2 separate regions of the Ovis aries genome follow, and region 2 is linked to region 1. A link is a contact called in public Hi-C data. All regions are on one chromosome and are shown on one strand. The core of a region is the stretch at or near the end of the contact, and the rest is flanking DNA. Distances in the headings are between cores, read along the strand shown. Region 1 overlaps LOC121817817 (a long non-coding RNA gene). Region 2 holds the start of LOC101117229 (2-acylglycerol O-acyltransferase 3).

What was found. A called contact is a pair of places that touch in the nucleus more often than the background predicts.
Region 2: a contact with region 1 is called in a Hi-C map of liver, with 2.0 times the contacts expected there. The contact joins the promoter of LOC101117229 here to the enhancer-like site in region 1. A contact is called at or near these places in 4 of 16 Hi-C or Micro-C datasets (hypothalamus, liver and tail adipose tissue).

Annotation. Positions count from the first base shown.
Region 1 is chr24:35,860,854-35,868,191 of ARS-UI_Ramb_v3.0, forward strand. LOC121817817 (a long non-coding RNA gene) reads left to right here. Exons shown (of 4, transcript XR_006057866.1): 4 at 1,623-7,149. Among named protein-coding and RNA genes, the nearest start is that of IFT22, 17 kb to the left of the region's middle. Within about 2 kb of position 3,813, at least 2 of the 54 cell types and tissues checked have an H3K27ac peak or open chromatin away from gene starts, as enhancers often do. A contact at or near this core is called in liver, where this site is marked.
Region 2 is chr24:35,924,839-35,932,176 of ARS-UI_Ramb_v3.0, forward strand. LOC101117229 (2-acylglycerol O-acyltransferase 3) reads left to right here and starts at 2,522. Exons shown (of 13, transcript XM_027961520.3): 1 at 2,522-3,376; 2 at 3,502-5,493; 3 at 5,707-6,410; 4 at 6,931-7,338. It also overlaps the pseudogene LOC101118847.

The DNA of each region.
Region 1 (7,338 bases), core at 2,563-5,062:
AATGTGCCAACTACAGAGTTGAGGAGATGCTCAAAAGATTGTTGGATGGATGGATGAATGGTCCAGTCATAGCAGTATCCCTGAGGCATATTCGTGAGTTGTCAAAGGTAATGGTGGTCACCGGCCTCTGCATGGGCAGGTGGCCTCCTGTCCCCTGGGCAACACCAAAGTCAGGTGGGCACATGGCAGACACAAGGACAGGACTTGCCTGCCTGCCGGAAGAGGCAGGAGGTGGGACCGTGAAGAAATGTGGACATGGAGGCCCTGTGGAAAAGTGTACTGCTGAGAGCTCGGGAGCCCCTGTGCTTGTCTCCTGCAAGGCCCCAGGTCCCTCAAGCGCAAGTGGATCCCAGGGGCGGCAGGTGCATGACCTTGTCACCGAACCGGACTCCCCCACAGGGTGTTTGCGTTCCTTCCAGCCCAAGCCTGTCGGCATTACAGGTGCTGAAAGTCCAAGTTCCAACAAAATCGTTATCTAAATTGGCCCTTTCACCGTGTTTTTCTCTTCCATGTCCATTTTATACGACTTGTGCTCTGAGGTCTTTCTGACTGTCCTCCCAGGGGCCCCGCCTGGCTCCCAGTTTCCCGAGGCCAGAGGACTCCCAAGAGTCCCCCTCAATCACAATGAGCATCTGCCCTCTCTCCAGCCCGAACCCTCAGGTGATGAATGAGGGCTGATTTCTCCTGAAAGGATCATCACCCCCGATTCAGCACCTGTGAAAGACAGCTCCAGAATGGCTCAGCCAAGTTGTGCTTTCTCAAAGCGCCACTGCGCTAATGAAGATGCAGATTTTTCGGTGTGTTGGGCTCCAGGCTGAGCTCTTTGTTAACTGTCCGAGTCCGGTGCCCCCGACCCTCCCCCATGAGTTCTCTGATAGCTGCTGCCTCGCTCGGAGGATTTTCCTGCATTGATGCCATTCATGGGGGAATCTCTCTAGTAAGAATTATGAGATGAATGGAAATTTCCCCGTATTCAGAATGTTCAAAGATTTCCTCTGCCGTATGAATTCTTTGATCTTCTGCCAGAATAGGATGCAAGTGTTTGGCCACGTGTGTTGTGCCAGGCTTAGAGTCTGTGGCGCCCCAGAGTGCTACCCTCCATGTAAAGGCTCCAGATCCTGGCCTCTGAGGAGCGGCGGTCCCCCCAGGACAGCCCTCACCATGCTGCTCTGGCAGAATGGCTGGGCATAGCGTGCCCGTGGCCCTGGCCTCACGCTGTGATGTCGCCATCAGAACGAAGAGTATCACAGGCAGCCCTGTTCAGGCAAGCCAAGCTCCGAGGCTCTGTGCCTGCACGAACGCTTGAGCTCTGGCTGTTGGGGTTTCAGCAGCCAGAAGAGGCACTGCCGGTTGGACCCTGTTTCCCAAGGGGCAATAAAGGCACCGTGTTTGGAGCACTCAACGGTCCTGGCTCACGAGAAGCTCCGCCAGGAGTGCTTCCCACCCGCCAGACATGGCCCAAAGCCCACCTCTTCCCTGAAGGCTTCATGGGACCCTGCGGGCCTGCAGTTGGGCTCCCAGCCTGCCCTCTGCTCACTGGGTCCACTGCCCCTGAGCCCCATCTCGCACCCGCAAATCCCTGGTCCTTCCTGACCTTCTCATGCATTTTTCTCCTCCGACAGATGTAAAACTCTTTGAGGAAGAACCACCCCATGTCCCTTGGACTCACAGCACCTCTGAGCATCGAGGGACTCGGGATGACATGGGGATCGGTGACTGTATACAGCTGTGGATGCAGACAGATGGATTTGTGACTCAGGGTCATCACGCATGGAGGCACGCTTACCCCTGCCTGAAGACATGACCTGCCTTCTCGGGGATGGTTGTCGGCCATTCTCTTCCGGGTCACACAGGAAGAAGGTGATCTCATCTTTATTGCCACCTCTTCCCCCACCCCGACCTGAAAGCTGGATTAGCCCTGATGTCCATAAGGTGGCAGAGGCCCTTGGCTCTGCCTGGGAGGCATTGCTGGCTATCATGTGTTGCGCTAACCTTGGGAGTGACCTTGATTGGGGAGGCAGGGAACAAGCAAGAAATTAGTATGTTGGAGAGCTGGCCAGTGTCCCGGTTAAGGATGGCTGGCTCAGGTTCCACCCCCAAGATGAACTTGGAGCTCTTTGAGAGCAAGACCTATGTCTGAAGCATCTCTGTATTCATAGTGCCTCGATTAACACCTGGCATGTAGCAGGTGTTCGTCTGACACTGGGCGCTCCTGTAGTTGCCAGCAACCAAAGTTACCAGCAAGGAGGTAACAGGCAAACAGATGTTAATGGCTGTGCTGGAAAGTCCCACCTGTGCTGGCCGCCACAAATGCATCATCCTTTGCTATACAGCAGAGTTCTGGGTCCTGAGCACAAAATGCAGGAACAGCTCTTGTCTTTTGTTAACTGCAAAATATCTTATCTCCCCTACCAAAAAAAAAAAAAGGACAGACTCTATGTATATATCCATGAATTTATATAGCCATGGCGTGCTCTTCTAAATGTCTTTAAAACCTATTAAGTTAGAAATGTTGGAGGTGGGGATGATAAGAGCTAGTCCCTAGATCTGGCATTGCCCATCAGAACTGCATTTCCTAGAAAGCCAAGGCTGCTTCTGAACAGCTGAACCTTGAACCCAGTAAAGCCTTGAACCCGGTGAAAGGATGAGTAGATCGTTGAGCGTTGAGGAGAAAAAGGGAGGGTCCTTGCCAGCCGCCTCTTTGCCTGCTTACCACAGGCTTATGAGCTCACATGGCGGTCTCTGGGCAGGAGGACAGCTGGTCACTGGGTTTCTGTGCTCCTGGGAGTTTAGAGCTGGAACGTCACTTACAGTGGATCTCCAGATTCCCTCTCAGATCACTCCTCGAAGGGTCTATCCCAGGAACAAATCGAGTAGGAAGTGATAGAAACAGGCAGAGGAGTTTGAAATGGCTAAACCAGGGAAGGCTTTTAGGGCAGAGGGGATTGGAGGGACAGGGACTGTAAGCTCAGCGAGGTTAGAGACTCTTTAACTCCTGGGAGGCTGGGTGAAGGCTGTTCCAGAGGCCTCTAGGAAATCGCTCAAGAAACTAGAAGGAAAGCTGTCAAGTGCTTCATGGGGTGCAAAGTCACCCCCAGCCCCACTCACCACCGTGGGGGGCTCCAGTGGAGCTCCTCATCAGAACTGCCACGCCACGCCAGCTCTTCCAATGGGCGCCGGCCAGCGGGCTCTCACCTGGGGCTCAGCCCCACCTGAGCGTGTGATATGCTCTGATGACCAGTCACTCACATGCGTTTAGTGCCTCACGCACAGGGTCTCATTTAATCCTCCCAACAACGCTTGAAATGGGGTGTTTCTATCCTCACGTTACAAATGAAGAAACTAAGGCCTGGAGAGGTGCAGTGACTTGCCCAAAGTCATGCAACTAAGTAGAGCAGCGAGGCTTAGAATCCAGGTCTTGCATGTTCTCATTTTCGCGCTGTGGGATTTTTCATTCCCTTTGCTGGAATCACCAGTCTGTTTTCTGTCCCCGTTTCATGGTATCATGTTGAGTTAGTCCCGCTTCTCCAGTCTCTTCTGTGGCCTGCCAAAGCCACAAAATGGTTTCTAAGTTCCAAGTCCAGTGGGTACCCGATGCTGCCAGGCCCTATTAAAGCCATGTTCGTGAGAAAGCCCGGCTTCCTACTAGCAGTCCCTGGAATTTCTCCTGTGGGAATTCGGGGGATATTCCGAGTCAGGGCAGACTCAAGAAACTGATTATGCTCTTTATTCTGTAAGTCAATTAACAGGCCCTCAGAGCGAGTGACTGAAGAGCTGGATCCGGCGGGGCAGGGCCAGCTGCAGCCACAGGTCAAGGGCCTTGGTTCATCTGCCAGCCAGATTCCTCTCTTCTCCACTTGGCATCCACTGAAACGGGACTGAAGTGTGCAAAATGGCCTTTTCCCTCCTGTGTCCACCTGGCGTGTCTCTAGTAGACTGGCCTAATTTCCTTATCTTGTGGCCCTGGGCTCCAGGAGCCACCTTCCACACCCTCTGTCCTGCCCCACCCCCATACCCCTCCCCCTCATTCAGCCCAGGTGGCTGTGTTGTATCACACGACTCTGCCTCTGTCCTCCTCGCACCACACACACACACACACACACACACACACACACACACACACACACACTCACACACTCATGCAGGTCAGTGATCCAGGATCTGTGTACACTGGCCAACAACTTTTGAAGTCCCCTGGCTCAGGGAATATTTGGAAAGCCAGTCGGGCCAGGCAGATTCCTCTTTTAGGAAATTTGAACCTGCAAATCAGACTGCATGGGCAGTGTGTGACAGGAGGTCGTGAGGGCAAGTAGGGCCAGGTGCTGGCCGGAAGTACGCTGACGTGGACGCTTGGAAATTGAAGAAAGGCAAAACAACACTTATCGTTGGGGGATTAATGAGCCTCTTTGGGAAGAAGGTAAAGGATGTCGAGATTAGAGGCAGAACTCCAGGAAAGGCAGAGAGAAGAGCCAGCCCTGGCGCCTCCCCAGGGCTCGCCAGGCCTGCCTCGCCCGTGTGTCACTGCGGCAGGCTCCTTACTTCGTCCCTCTGCTGTCTGTCGGCTCTGAATTGGGCATGCGACAGTTCTGCCTGCATAACTTATGGGGAAATGGCTGGGGGACCTTCTGGGAAGATTTTGCTTTCTGATTAAAGGAGAATGAAGAGGCCCATTTCTTCCTCCTGCTTTGAACAAGGATGTTTGAGATGTGATACTTGGAGCTGTGGCAGCCATTTTGAGACCAGGTGGCAACAAAACCAAGGGAGAAAGCCAGCATACCAAGGTTGGGCGAGTAGACAGACAGACAAAGCCTAGGTCCTCGATGATACCGTTGAGCCACCATACATATCCTGGAACCACCTACTTCCAGTCTCACTGATCTTTAAATTGAACTGTCTTTATTTCTGCTATTTGCAGCCTAAGGCATTCTTAGCCAGCCAATACAGCACTCCTCCACGGATGCAGCTTGGTACAGCTCCAAATGGAATATCAGCCCAATTTAGACACTGGAGACCTTAATTGTATGGTAGGAAGTACAGGTCAAGATTGGTCATAGCCCACATAGGGAAGCAGCTTGAGCACTTGGTTCCGATTCCTGGAGCCTACAGGGCACTGATGAGGAAAGAAAGATTCAGGACAGTTCCAGATGCATGAGCCTGGGCGTCTAAACTGGGGCTCCATGAGGAGCTTTAGAACAAATCAGTGTGGAATGGGTGGGGGCTAGGTGTTAGTCCCTGGATGCAGAGCCTGAGCATGGGCCAGAAGGCTGTGGCACAAGGAGAAGCAAGTTGGAGTCGGCCAATGGTGAGCTAGGTTGGATGAATTCTGGAGGAAGCCAGTGTCACACAGCAGGGTTTTATGAGCCCCATACACTAGATGAAGGAAACGTATGGCAGCTAGAACTTAACTGATGGGAAACTAGGCTTTTTAGTTACTCTCCAGCCAGCCTAAGTGACAGTTCATATCCTTCGGGGAACAGGGTGCCCTGACCTGAGGCCACTTCCCGCTTTCTCCATGCTTTGTCCCTTTACCCCCTGGCCCTTCTCTCTTTACCTTTCCTTCCCACTTCTCTAAGCAAAGCCAGGAGCCAGAAACACACAGGACCTGAATCTCTTCTTCCTCAACTGGGGAATGGATATAGTGGCAAGCAAGGATGTCTCCTAGAAGACTTAGAACCCCAGGCTAGGGATAAGGAGTTCGGTTGGGAGGTGAAAATGCAGTCGGTGGATAGGACAAGATGAAGCTTTCTTCTGATCCAATTTTCATCACATAATGTGGTTTTTGTGTTACTTCAACAGAAGAAAATGTGCCTGACCCTTGCTTCATGAAAAGAGGAATTGAACTTAGGAACTCTGGCCCTTCCTCTTTAAATGTCTCGTTTTAAATATAAAACAAAGTGAAACTGGTATCCTTCTCATGTAGCTGTCAGATGCATTCAAAACTGGAGAAAACTTGCCCCCCGCTTTTCCCAACTCAAAATAGTCTTCAACAGTAAAGAGACGTGGCCCATAGAAGTTCCGCAAGCTAATGGAGGCCGAAGACGAATGTGTTGCAATTAGGGTAGAATTTGCAACCTCCAGATCCTGCCAGTAAGCCTCGCCCCCTCAACACAGTCCTTTCACACCCTCCACAATTTATGGAGTCCTGCGCTTGAAGGTTCAGACTAGGCTGACTCTGTTTGCCTGTTGTATTACTTCATTCATTCAGCAAAATTGGACTGAATACCTACCGGGAATAGAAGTTAAGCTTATAAAAGCAAGTTTGTAAGCTTATCTTCCTAAGTCATTAGAGATAAATATATATATATATTCTATGAGACAGAGAAAGAAATGGAAATCTTGGTTGCAGTGGAAGAAGCAATAAAGTTTAAGCCCCTACTTAAATGCAATTCATGCTTTAATTGACAATAAACCCTGAACCCCCTCCCCTCCTCAAAGTTACCCCATATATCACTGAAGATTCTCTGAAATCCAGTAAGGAAAACAACTGAATGGTGTTCCTCCTTCTCTACAATCAAGGCTTTTCTCCAGAATGAATTAGCCTGATTACTGGCTAAAAGCTCTCCCACAATCTTTCCAATGAGAGTGTTTCTTTCCTGTAAATTCTCCAAAGATGATGCTCCACGTTGGTTCCACTCACAGGCTGCTCTCCAGTGTGAATGAGTTCAGTGTGCCCCACGCCTCCCCCGGACGGCCTCCCCCATTCAGCACACGCGCCTGCTTCCTGTCCTGGTGAATCAGCCCACATTGTCCGAGGCTGGAACTCTGATTGAAGGTTCTTCCTCATCCCGTCTGCTCCCAGGGCTCCTAGCCACTCTGAAATCCCAGATGTCTAATTAGCTCTCAGCACCGACTAAAAGCGCTTTCACAGCTATGACGCGCATGTGGTTTTTCTCCAGTGTGAATTCTCTGACGTTGAATGAGCTTTGCTTTTCCCGAAAGCCCGTACAGTTACGGCATTTGTAGAGTTTCTCCTGCATGCGAATTAGCTGGTATCAGGATGCTGCCGGATGCCTCCTGCAAACGGATTCTCTCCAAGATGAACGTTAAGGAGGCGGGGTGCCCGGAGAAAAGTGGCCTCTGTTTCATAACAAAGATGTTTTCTCCAAGATGTATACTATAATAAGGAATAAATTCTGAATTCTGTTCTAAGATTTGGCCACACCTATCTTACTTGTGGGTTTTCTCACCTCTTAAAAAATGCGTATGAATTGCGAATGTTCTCACGTTCATCCCATTCACGGGACGGGTTCTCCAGGATGCCTCTGTATTCATGGATACCTCAAAACTCAGACCTGCTCAGTGTACCCCAGGGACCATCTCAATGCAGCTGCCTATGAA
Region 2 (7,338 bases), core at 1,272-3,771, 63 kb after region 1:
CTCCCGCACAGCCCCCAAACTGTCGTCCCCTATTCTCTCCTCACCTGATGGCATCTTCTCCCATGCAGAAAGGATGAGAGAGGCACAGCCCTGAGCTAGGGTCCAGGGATAGTGCTGGGACACGCATTGTAGGAGGGAAGACAGGGTGGAAACTTATTGAGAGCGCTTGGACCTCAGCTTTTAGTCACATGGTATCAGGAGAGGGGAATCTGGAGGGTGAACCCAAGAAAGCTTCCTGGAAGAAGGGGAAGGGAAGCAGCCTTGAAAAAAAAAAAAAGACCTCCTAGAGCTGGTTTTGCCTCTAGTCTCAAGCATCAAAAGCTTGCAGAGACCCCTGGAGGTACCCTGAGGACAGCAGAGCAGGCCCCTTTAGCCTGGTCCTCCCCAGCCTTACACCAGCTGCCTTCCTGTGTTGATCTCCCAATGTTCCCTGGCGGACGCCTTTTAAAAATCAAGCACCTGTCCTAGGACATTTCCAGCTTCTAACAGTCCACTTGCATCCACAGCTAAATTGTCCTTCCTTCCTCCTACCCAGATTCCCAGGAAAACTTCATGCATGAAACCATCCTTCCATCCTTCCTGGACCCCTGGGTGGGTCACCTTCCCACGTGGACTGAGCGTCTCTCTGGCTAGACTCTAAAGTTCATCTCACCCAGGCCCCCACCACCCTCATCACTTGCCCTGTGATGCGAGTGGGCTGAGCAGGGATAGGAGGAAATATCCCTCTTAACAGAAGGTCCCTGGTCAGTGAAGCTGCATAGGTGTGAGGCCAAGGACAGGGGCAGAAAGGGTGTGTCAGCCTAAGCCTATCCTGTCTCCACCCTTCATTCACAGAGCGTCTCCCATGCGCTGGGCACCCATCTTGACGGCTGCAGTGATGAGCACAATTTTTCTGTTGCTCACGGTGTGTGGGAGACTTTGATCAGAAAATTGCCATGATGGGAGACTTGCCTGGTGGTCCAGTGGTTAAGACTTTGCCTTCCAATGCAGTGGGTGTGGCTTTGATCCCGGACTGGGGAGCTAGGATCCCACATGCCTTATGGTCAAAAAAGCAGAATGTAAACAATAAAAGCAACATTGTAACAAATTCAATGAGGACCGTAAAAATGGTCCACGTTAAAAATCATGGTGATGGAGAGAAAGTATTCTGTGCCAGGAGAGAATGTGATGCGTGACAGAGGCTTCTGACAGTTGCGTGTCAGACTTCCGTAAAAGAAGTGACATTTAACGTGGCTCAGGACTTCCCTGGTGGTCCAGTAGTTAAGAATCCACCTTACAATGCAGGGGATGCTGGTTCGATCCCTGGTCGGAGAACTAAGATCCCACATGCCACAGAGAAACTAAGCCCATGCAGCTCAACCCCTGGCTCCTCTGGACGGGGAACTCTTGTGCCAGAACTATAGAGTCTGTGTGCTGGAATGAAAGGTCCTGCTTAACACAGCCAAATGAATAAATTAAAAGATAAAGAAGTGACATTCAAAAAAAAAAAAAAAAAGACATGTCCTACCAGTGAGGAGGGTCAAGATGTAGGGGTGGGGAAATCAGCATCATCATAAAATACTGAGTTTAAGATGGGCTCAAGGATGTTTGTCCAAGATGGGAAATAGCGCCAACATGTTGTAGGAACTAGAAACGAGAAGTGACCTTTAGGGACTTCCTTGGCCAGTCAGTGGCTACGACTCCCTCTCCCCAGTGCAGGGGGTCAGGGTTCAATCCCTGGTTGGGGACCTAAGATCTCACAGGCTGCACTGTGTGGCCAAGAATTTTTTAAAAGAAAAGTAATCTTTAAAAATTGTATCAAAATGTTTTAAAAAGATTTTTAAAGTGACATTCTAGGAATTCCTTGTAGGTCCAGTGGTTAGGACTGCCCTCTTATGGCCAAGGGCCCAGATTCAATCCCTGGTCACAAGGCAAGGCGCAGACAAAAAAAATAATTAATTTAAAAAGGTGTCAGTCCCTGACCTGGAAAAAGTGGTTGCTCTGCAGCCTCTAGCCATGTTGAACAGGGCCATAGTCACAGTGAGGACTGGCCCGGCCGGCATGGATGGAGTGCTCACAGCCCAGGGGGCTCGCACTTGCAGGGGCTCCCCAACCCTTAGCCTTTCCCATAAAACCCTTCCCTCCAGAGGTCTCCCCACAGAGGCCTAAGTTGCTCCTCAGGGAGTAAATCCTCCTGCAGGTCCTCTAACCAACAGGGGCCAGGCCTGGGTGACAAATGGGGAGTCCTGCTGTGGAGGGTACACACACACACGGCAACTTCCACTGGCCCAGGACGCTGCCAGTGTGCTCATCACAGGGAGCCAGTCCTGACCTCCACAAAGTCCAAACACCTTCCTCACCGCCAGACTCCAAGCCATGTCCCTGGTCTCCCCTTTCGGCCCTATTGATCCCAACCCTGTGAACCCAAAGAGCTGGTTAACCCTCCCTTTCCAGAGCTCATGATGGTCCACTGTGCAGGTCAGCAGAGGGAGCAGAAAAGAGGGCAGAGCCCAGGTCAGGGGTCAGAGCCAGGGGTTGGGCCAGAAGACAGAAAGCTTCAGAGCCGCAGTGGCTCCTGTGTGACTCCCCTCTACAGAAGGCCAGCCGCCTCCACCGGCCTCCAGGTGAGTGCCCTCCTGCGATGGATCGTCTCCGTTTTGGAGCTTGGTGAGTCCCTGAAGCCCTAAGGACCCCTGGGTCTGGCTCTCTGTTTCCCGATGCCAAGGTGGGAGGGAGGCGAGGCTGGGATCTCTTGCCAGGGCTGGGGGGGTTCCTTCAAGAGATGAGAAAGATGTAGGTTGGACAGATGTACCTGAAACGATGGAACAGGGAAGGGGGTTAAGGGGAGAGCTTGGACTTAAACCTCTGGAGTCAGAGTCCTCACACCCCTTCCCATCACCTCCAGCCCAGGAGTGCATGACTGCCTTATTCCTTGTACTCCTGAGCCAGGCTTGGATCCTAGAATTCACTACCTGGATGGGCTCTATGGAGACAGAAATACACCTTGGGCAGGAGGCCGTGGCTGTGCCTGGGTCCCCAACTGGGCCACGTGGAGACATTTCTGGGACCACCTCCCCATCTCGCTGAGGCACTGTGGAGCTCTGTGCTGGGTGGGAGCTGGGCTTCAGGGTAGACCCTGGTCCCAGGGTAGACCTCTGGGGCCGTCACCCCCAAAGTCCAAACTTAGAAGCCCCAAACTGGTGTGCACCCTGTGTCCGCAGCTGGAGGCACCACAGTGTTGGGTCCCTCCTACAACTACCTCTTGGTGGAACCTTCAGCACCTTCAGCACACAGACCAACGGCTTCTCCCTCCTCATCCCTGGCCTCGAGCCCCACCTGCTCCAGCTGCCCCATCCCGGCCATCTTCCTGTCTTCCGGGACTACATCCTGTGTGCTGGTGAGCAGGGGAGCCCTGGGTCTCAGGACCCCCAGTCCCTGCGGTCACCTCCTCCCTGCCCTCCTTAGCCTCTGGGGGTGCCTGGTCCCAGCTGCATCTCCCAGTGCCTTCCTCCCTCTTTTCAGGAGGACTCAGATGTCAGTCTTCAGGCCTCTAACTGCACTGAGAGGTGAAGGTCCATGTTTGGGACCTGAAATTCTGGCAGCCAGCCTTGTCCCCAGGCTGGTCCTTGACACTTGGGCCGACCGTGAACTCTGTCCCAGTTGATCCTGGGGGCCGGGAAGAGGAGTTGCAGCAGCCACCTCTCTGGCCTCTCTCCGCCCAAGCTGGGTCCCCAACCCCAGTGCAGCGAACCCCGAGGCTCACCCCTGCGCTGGTGGATGGCTGAGTGTGGCCTCTCTGCAGCGGCTCTCCCAGCTTTCCAAGCGCACAGGACACGCTATGGCGTCCCCAGCCACATGCACCTCCTCCTCAGCTAGGCAGCCCCCAGCCCGCAGTGGTTCTGTTGTAGGAAAGGGGACCCCTTCCAGGGCCCGAAACTGGGCTCTTGTCTAACACTCAGAAATGAATTGTCTGAGGAGACACATCTGCTGACAAAGCAAGAGATTTTATTGGGAAAGGGCACCCGGGTGGAGAGCAGGAGGGTAAGGGAACCCAGGAGAACAGCTCTGCCACATGGCTTACAGTCTCGGGTTTTATGGTGATGGGATTAGTTTCTGGGTTGTCCTTAGCCAATCATTCTGACTCAGAGCCCTTCCTGGTGGTGTACACCTTATTCAGCCAAGATGGATGCCAGAGAGAAGATTTTCTGGGAGGTGGTCGGACATGTGGTGTCTCCTTTTGACCTTTCCTGAACTCTTCCGGTTGGTGGTAGCTAATTAGTTCCGTGTTCCTCAGCAGGACCTCCTGTCATAAAACAACTCATGCAAATAGTTACTATGGTGCCTGGCCAGGGTGGGTGGTTTCAGTCAGTGTGCTTCCCCTAACAGTTCCCTCGGTGGATGTCATGGGGACTGAAATTAAAGGTGGAAACCACCTGTGCTGTTTGTGCTTGGCTGGAATATCGACACGCCTGGCTGCACCTCCCAGTGGCCTAGACACTGTCGAAGACCCACAGACACACCAGGATCCGCTGGCCACACTAGAGATCACAGAGTCCCTAAAGCACCTGGGGGTGGGCCTTGGTGTCACGCCCCCAACTCCTCCCGCTGACTCCAGTGTGCTCTGCGAAGTGAAGGTTCCTTTTGGGGGCCTGAAATCCTGGCTGCCCTATCACAACAATAGCAGCCCTGGACTCTGTCCTGATTGACCTGCTGTGCTGGTGGGTTTGATGCTGAGAAAGATTGAGGGCGGGAAGAGAAGGAGTCGACAGAGGATGAGACGGTTGGATGGCATCACTGACTGGATGGACAGGACGAGTCTGAGCAAGCTCCGGGAGCTGGTGATGGACAGGGAGGCCTGATGTGCTGCAGTCTATGGGGTCACGAAGGGTCGGACACGACTCAGCGGCCGAACGGAACTGGCTGGTGGGTTTGTGCGCAGCATGGATATCCGCGTGCCTGGCTGCACCCCACAGTGGCCTAGACACTCCCGGAGACCTGCAAACAGAAATGGGGCGAGAGCCCAGGATCTGCTAGCCATTCTGGAGATCACATGGTCTCGGCTGAGACCCAGTCTGTGGGCTCTCTGGCTTCTTCTGTGACCCCTCCCCCACAAGATTCCTAATGCACCTGGAGGGGAACCTGGGTGTCAGGCCCTAACCCACCGCTCAGCCTCGCCCAGTGATCACACAAACCCACCCACTGGAGAAGTTTCAAGATCAGTTGTCAGGAGCCTGGAGACCTGTGGAGCTCCAGATTCAAAGGTCTCCACTTGCACAGTCTCCTGTGAGCAATCGCAGAAGGCCTCAGGGACTTAGCCACTCAGACTGGAAAGGTTACCCAAGCTCCTATCAAAGCCTCCATCCTTTGTCCCCCTGGTCCAGGAGCCCTGCTGGCAGAAGGGCTGCACCTGAAAGTCTCCACCGCCCTGATGCCTTCCCGCAGCCAGAAAACCCTGCAGAAACTGGCTGGAAGTAGTGAGCACCTGCCAATACATGCTCACTTTCCTCTTCATGGGTGAGCAGGGCAGTGCCCAGGGTACACTAGGGAAAAGGGGAGCCTAAGAATGGGGAGGGGAAGGAGAGCCGCACCTGTGTGGAGGCCCAAGACAAAGGGAGGGGGAGAGGTCCAGCTGGGAGATGGGTGGCGTTCTCACTGGTGAGAGTGGAGGGGAGAGAAGTCATTGTGGTTTTAAAAGCTAATTGATTTTTCTTTCTCATTTGTACCCAGGCCCTTTCTTTTCCTTTCTTGCCTTCTTCCTCCTCTTTACCTCCCTCTGGTGGCTCTCTGTTCTCTACTCCGTATGGTTATTCCTGGACCGGGACACACGCCGCCAAGGTGAGCGCTTAAACAAGGGTGCGGGGAGAAGAGGTGATAAAGGGTGTCTCCAGGAATTCCTCCACCCCGCCCTTATCGCTCTGCCCCAGACGGAAGGCGTTTTGAGTGGATGAGGAACCGGACAGTTTGGAAACACTTAAGGGATTATTTTCCCATTAAGGTAACAGGTCACCCTCCACCTTCTGCTTCTTCTCTGTCCCTTATCTGCCCCTCCCCAGGCTGAGTCTGAGCCCTGGCTGCCTAAGTTCAGGCAACAGGTCAGGCAATGGGATGGTGATCCAGAGGGCAGCCCTTGTGCCCTTGACACCCTAGTAGGACCTTGAACTCTCACGTCTGTTGGTGGGAAGAGAGGTCTTTTCAGCTGGTATCTTGCCTTCTCTGCTTTCTTCCCCTCATTCTGCCCACCCCCCTCCCACAGTTGGTGAAAATGGCAGAGCTGCCCCCAGACCACAATTAGCTGCTGGTCACTCACCCACATGTGCTTTGGACACTTCTGTAACTTCGCGACTGAGAGCGCGGCAGGCTTCAGCCCTAGACCACCGGGCTGAACAACCTCTTCTACCTTCCAGTCTATCGAGACTACTTTTTGTCATATGGTAAGTCTTGTCCCTGGTGGCTCAGACAGTAAAGCGTCTGCCTATGATGTGGGAGACCTGGGTTCAATCCCTTGGTCTGGAAGATCTCCTGGAGAAGGAAATGGCAACCCACTCCAGTATTCTTACCTGGGAATCCCATGGACAGAGGAACCTGATGGGCTACAGTCCATGGGGTCGCAAGAGTCAGACACGACTGACCGACTTCACTTTTCTTTCAAGTCTTGACCTGAGGCGAAGGAGGGGTCCCCCCACTCCTGCCAGAGTGGCCCACCACCCAGCCCCGGGACCTGACTTGAACATTGGCCAGGCTTACAGTGGGAGTCAGTGACTGGTCTGGGAGCGAGCATTCCACATCCTTGCTGGGAGAGGTGCTGTGGGGCACACGGACAGAGGCACGGGGATATGGAGCTTGGAAGGAAAGAGGTGGAGAGCTCATACTTCCTGTGCTAAAGGGCAGAGTGAGGGATTAGGGAGCCAAGTAGCGGGTACTGACTGTCCCTGCACCCCGTCTTGTCCACAGGAGTATGTTCTGTGAACCACCAGAGCCTGGATTTTACTCTGTCCACTCCCAGCTCGGCCAGGCTGTGGTCATCGTGATCGGCAGAGCCCACGAGGCCCTGTATGCCATCCCAGGGGAGCACTGCCTCACTCTCCGGAATCGTAAAGGCTTCGTCCGCCTGGCACTGAGGCACAGGTGAGTGGGGGCCCAGCCAGGGCTGCCTTCAAAGGTCAGAACCTCACAATGTCTCTGGGGATCTGCACTCTATCCCTACACACCGGTCCCCTGGAGGTGGGCTGTGTGTCCCCAGAGCCTCCACCGTGACCACATCTAGGCAGACCTTGGGTGTTTCCTCTGTGCCTAGCCCTGGTGCCCCTTCCCCAGGCTTCCTCCCACACAGAGAGACAGGATCACAGTACAAACTGCTGG